2 separate regions of the Ovis aries genome follow, and region 1 is linked to region 2. The links are chromatin contacts, called in public Hi-C maps. All regions are on one chromosome and are shown on one strand. Each heading gives the region's core, a stretch centred on a gene start, on an enhancer-like site or on the middle of the called end of the contact. The rest is flanking DNA. Distances are from core to core; before and after follow the strand shown.

Region 1 (2,700 bases), core at 168-2,667, 77 kb after region 2:
AATCAGCAAAATCATGTCTTAATTCTGTGGGGTTTTGAACCACAACTAATTACTTGACCTCTAACCACCCAAGTCACAGAGTTGGGCTCAAACAGCACCTGTGTAATTTCGGAAGAAAATCCATTCTCAAAAGAATGATTACTATGCAAAAACCTACACGTCTGTATGGTCCCAGAAGCCTCATGGAGATTGTTACGGGAGGAACAAGGCTATGGAATACAGCCATTTGTGTGTGGTGATAAATAACCACCATGACTGTATTTCGGGGCCCTGAAATCTGCGGTGCCGCAGCGCGCTCTGGTGGCGGAAAGGCTGCGCGCGCCAGGTCATTCCGCGTGTACTGTCAACAATATACAGCCCTGGGTCCGCGGGGAGTGAGGTCTGTGCGCAAACGCGTGGAAGCCAGAACAGAGTAGACATCTATTCAAACTGGCACATGCGAGGCTTTAAAAACCTTGCGGTTTGTTTCCCAGTTAGTCGTTAAGTATTCCGAACTTCCAGTCCCCTTCCCCCGACCTATCCGACCACGGATTTTGACTTCCAAGTCCAAGGATCTGTAAGATAATATCCAGTTTCGACTTTCTGCCCCGGGGTTGATTTATCGCACTTTTTTTACTTAACCGGTTCCCAAGCGAGACACGTCTCATGTGGCTGCCAACTACCCAACCTGTCTTAACTCACAGCATCCCACCACCCCCAAACCAAACCAAAACAAACACAAAAACGTGACGACTGTTGGTTACACGTCCATGTCCACTCGGAGGCTCTGAGCTCCTGCAACAGTAACACCGACCCTCAGCGGCCTCCCTGTGCCAAGCGCCCTGCCCAGGACTCCGCAGGCAATGCACTCGCGTCCGGGGGCGCTGCCCAGACCCCATCTGACGAGCGCGGGGCAGTGACTCGCCCAAGGTCACTCGGCCGCTGTGTGTCCGGCTAGCCCGGACAGAGCAGGACCCTGCTTCCTGGGCAGCCGAGAGGCTTAAAGGCCGGATGGATGTTTCAGATTGAGGGCAGCTGCCGCTAGGCTAGCGGGAGCTGTCATTCCTGTTTCAGGCGCGGTTAGTCGCCCCAGCGCAGCGAGGGAAAGCCATTCGAGGCGGCCTCTTGAGAGGAAGGCCCCTCCATCCAGGGCTGGGGGCGGCCAGGGCCCTGGGCTGCAGTCGGGGTTCCAGGGCCGCGCAGAGCGGGGAGGGCCACTAGGCTGGGCTTCCGCTAGGACCCCTAAGTCCTCTGGGGGGTCCTCGCACTCCCGCCCGCCCCCCCGCCCGGTGCGGACCCCCGGGCCGCTCTTACCTTCTTGTGATAGAGCCGAGCGGGAGCTGAGAGCTCCCGGGCGGGCAGGCGCGGGGGCCGGAGCAACAGGGCCGACGCCGCCCGCCTCAGACGGCCCGCTCCAGCCGCCGCCATCTTGAGGGCTTGCGCCTGCGCAGGTGGAGCGCGCGGCCGAGGGGAGGGGCGCGTGCGCGAGTCGGCTCCCTGCTGGGAGCGCGCACCCTCTAAAGTACCGGCGACCTTGCGCCTGCGCCCTCCCGCTGCGTTCACGTGTCCCCGTTTTGTTCCCGCGGCGCGGAGCCTAAAGGTTTGAAATCGTTCGAGGGCTGGTCCACCGAGCTGGGTTCTGAATCTTGAGGATCCTTGAGCAGGAAATCAGGACCCAGCTTTGCGTTGACAAAGCCCCACCGCCTATTTCGGCGCAGAGGCTCAACCAGTCCACCCTTCTTGGCTCTATTTTGCAGCTTAGGAATTTGAGGATCAGAACGGTTTAGTAACTTGCCCTAGGTTGCCCAGAGGGGCCCAGTTGGGATTCTGACTTGAACAGTCCTGAGTTAGAATCCCATTTCTGCTCCTAACTGGCTGTGTGCTGCTAAGTGAAACATAGTGTCATTGTAAACCTCGATCTTTTTTGTACTAATTCAAGGACAGTTCTTCATCCATTGAGCAAATCTTGTGTTGAGTATCTACTTTTTGTCAGGGTGCTTTGGGAAAACAACCCAAGACGACACAATTAAGCTTGCTACTGAGGGAGCAAGGCAATAAATAGACCCACCAAGGCTTTTCTACCACTAAAGTGAGAAGCTTAACTAAAGGAAAGAATACTTTGCTCTGATTTTAAAAATTGTATATGTTTATGTCTCTATTAAAAAGCAAACTGGCACAGATTAAATCACAAGATATAGCAATGAAGAGATTCTAAGTAAATATTTATTAATGTAATTTATTGATACTGGTTTGCAGAATATGATCCTATAAAATCAAAACTCACGTGTATTTAAGTGCTAGGCGCCAGGCATTAGATAAAGAGAAGGAATCTCTGGGAAATGAGTTATTCTCATGAATGGTGCAATCGATCCTTCCCTGAGGACTTAAGACTTTTTTGCGCGTTTGAGGCTCAGTTGCTGGGGAGACTGACTCACGCGCCAGGTCAGACTAGGTGGTAAGATATTTATTCCAAGAATCATTTTTGACCTTCTCAAGATGGCGCCAAACCCTTAACTACAACCATCACGCTCACTCAGTGGCTGCCTCTATGGCTTCCACTTCCTGCCTAAGGACCCAACTGCTGTCCGACGTTGTGCCGAAACGCATGCCCTGTTGGTGAGCTTTTTTATTCGAACAAGAGCTACTGAAAGTATATAAAATAACATGAATCTCGTGTATTTCGAGATTTCCATGTCATCCGAGGCGCATAGTTTCTCTTCA
Region 2 (2,700 bases), core at 192-2,691:
TTTCCTTAGCAAAATGAAGCCAAGTTGGATGAGATTTTAAAAGAGATCAAATCTATAAAAGACACAATCTGCAATCAAGACGAGCGTATTTCCAAGTTAGAACAGCAGATGGCGAAGATAGCAGCTTGAAGGTCCACCCACCCCCAAGATGGGAGCAGGAAGGCGTGGTCCCGGGGAGGGCGAAGGGAGGCACTGCCTTTGGAGACATTCCATTTCAGATCTGTCGACCAGCGACAGGCCACGTTCCAGTAAGAACTCAATTCGTCTCCCAAATTTGCAGAAACAAAATGTGATTTAAAAGCTGAGCTTTTTACCAGAAAACTTTTTTTGATGTTTTAAGTGTTATGTGACTTGTGAACTTCTAAAAGACAAAAGTGCTACTTTGAAAATCCCAGATATTCTGAATTTTAGAAACCCAACCAATTCTGATTCAGTGTCCTGCCCAAGTACCTTTTCTTTCCTTTCTTTTTTTTTTTTTTTTACAAATAGGGACCAATGCCACATTGCTTTTTATATTTCTTTTTTTTTAATGTTGCCAAAACCAAAAGTAGCTTTTTTTTCTTTATATTTTGCTACTTTGCAGTATTTGTGTGTGGGTTTTTTTTTTCTTTAATTTGAAAGGGACAGCACTGTGTATGTTTATAAACTAAATGAAGATAAGATATTATTTTGTATAAACATTCATCTGAGAACAGAGCCGTAGCCACACGGTGCTGACTTCTCTGCAGCACAAACCTGGTCATCTTAATGACTGTACAAAAGGAAGACTTGAAAAATCACGTGGATTTGTATTCCCACCCTTCCCCTCCCATTGAGTCTTCTGATCAAAAAGAAAAAAAGGCTCATATTGAATCATTTTCTTTCTCTTTTCTAAAAATTGGGTGGTTGTACCAGAATGGAATTTTGCTTCTTGGTTATCCTGTGCTTCAGATGATTATAATCTAACCTAAACTAGCATGTGTTTCTGCGGTTTTGTTACACACATAGAAACTATTGCCTTCATCCCTTTTGATGTCATATTTCAGGTTTTGGTCAATACTTGACAAGGGTGCCCAGGACAAGGAGCCACAGATGCTGTGGAGTGTTCCTTCTTGTCAATTTCAGCAGCTTACCCAAGGTTAGACGGGACACAGACCAGGGAACCCGGGGGGAGTGTTCGCCCCGCGTGTCGCCCTGCGTGGTCCTCTGCTTTCCCGCCTGTCCTGCACTGGGCAGCTTCCCACCCCCACCCCTAGCCAGCATCCCTGCAGCTCCTGCCCTTCCTTTCTCCCTTCTGTAAGTAGCTCTCCCTCTCAGGGCTTCCCTCCGCTTGCGTTTCGGTCCTAACTGCATTCTGCTAAGCTGCGGCCAGAGGGTGCTGTTGAATACCGAGACTGAAAAGGGCCAAGAAGGAAGCAGACATCTGCTGTAGCTTTGATGGTGTCGTTTGTCCCTGTGCGCCCTCTACACAAACTCACCCGTGCCCCCTGCAGCGCCTCCAAGGCTGGGTCCAAACCCAGAGGCTGCCTAGTCCTGGGCCAGACATTGAGCTTCCAGGCCTGCCCTGCTCCTGGGTTAGCAGGAACCCCTCTCCATTTCCATTTTCTCAGAGCACATGCCTGAGAAAAAAAAAGGTGTAAGGAGCCCTTTTAGAAGAGCTGAGTGATGGAATAGGAATCGTGCCATGCCTTTGGGACCACGGCGGGGACGCTTGGGTGTGTGCCTGCGGGTGTGGGGCCGGGCCGGGACTGGCTGGAATAGTTTGTGAGCAGGGGGCCAGGCTGAAGCAGAGCGTGGCGTCGGTGGGGTGGGACATGTGTCCAAGCTGTCCATGTGTCCACGCAGAAAAGGTACCATGTTCTTAGCCAACCCTGGGATTGCTGTCTCCACAGTTTCAGGGTATTTGAATGTTTGGTGTGGTTTTGTGTGTACGTGTGTGCTTTAAATACTCAAGTGGATAATGAGATATAAAGAAAACAATAATTGCAGTGGTTTATATTCAAGCTTGTATGTGTTTCTTTATCAACACAATCTGCTGAAGACCTTCATTATTAAGATTCAGAAATGTTCTAAGGTTCTGATACCCAGTTAATTAAGTGAGCAAAATTGTTGTTGGTGGTGAAACACTGTTGGGAATATGGTTTGGAGAGACAAGGAGGCAGGAGCCGGTTATTCTGACCTGAGTGTGTAGCTTATGGCTTATTTAATGAACGGATTCCCCGCCAGGCTCAGAGTTGGTGTTTGACGCTCTGTGGGTTATTTTTCTTGTTTTGTCTTTTTTCTTTTTTTAAATCCAAGCTATCCGAGAGAAGACCCAGTGAATTACTCCTAGATCGGCTCTTATAGAGCAGCCATCGTATTCTGTTGAAACACTTGCTTCCATTTTAAAAGATAAAAGAAAAAAATTGATTACAAAACAGTGTCTGTGTTTATTTCACATGTCCGCTGTCTTTGAGGCAGCGAGTGCCTTGCTCCCTGACACAGTGTCTCTGACTCAGTGGAACCTCCCCCCCTTTCTCGGAGGGTAAGTATGGGGCATGTATGAGTGGGCCCCCTGGCTCTGGAGGTGGAGTGGTGTTCAGAACCCATCTCTAGCCTTCCCCAGGGGTGGATCTGGGGCAGACTGCCTAGTCTTGCTGAGCCCCTTATTGTGAAGGAGGGACGAGAGTTCAGGGGAAATAGAAGCTGTGTCTGGTCACCCAAGGAGCCCTCTGCACAGCC

Evidence for each region. A called contact is a pair of places that touch in the nucleus more often than the background predicts.
Region 1: a Hi-C map of blood shows a contact between it and region 2, with 5 times the contacts expected there. The contact joins the promoter of ISCU here to the enhancer-like site in region 2. A contact is called at or near these places in 6 of 16 Hi-C or Micro-C datasets (blood, skin fibroblasts and tail adipose tissue).

Annotation. Positions count from the first base shown.
Region 1 is chr17:64,529,877-64,532,576 of ARS-UI_Ramb_v3.0, forward strand. It overlaps ISCU (iron-sulfur cluster assembly enzyme), which reads right to left and starts at 1,418. Exons shown (of 5, transcript XM_027956661.2): 1 at 1,294-1,418. The coding sequence starts at 1,407.
Region 2 is chr17:64,453,255-64,455,954 of ARS-UI_Ramb_v3.0, forward strand. It overlaps CORO1C (coronin 1C), which reads left to right. Exons shown (of 11, transcript XM_060400805.1): 11 at 10-2,396. The coding sequence ends at 129. Among named protein-coding and RNA genes, the nearest start is that of SELPLG, 14 kb to the right of the region's middle. Within about 2 kb of position 1,442, at least 4 of the 54 cell types and tissues checked have an H3K27ac peak or open chromatin away from gene starts, as enhancers often do.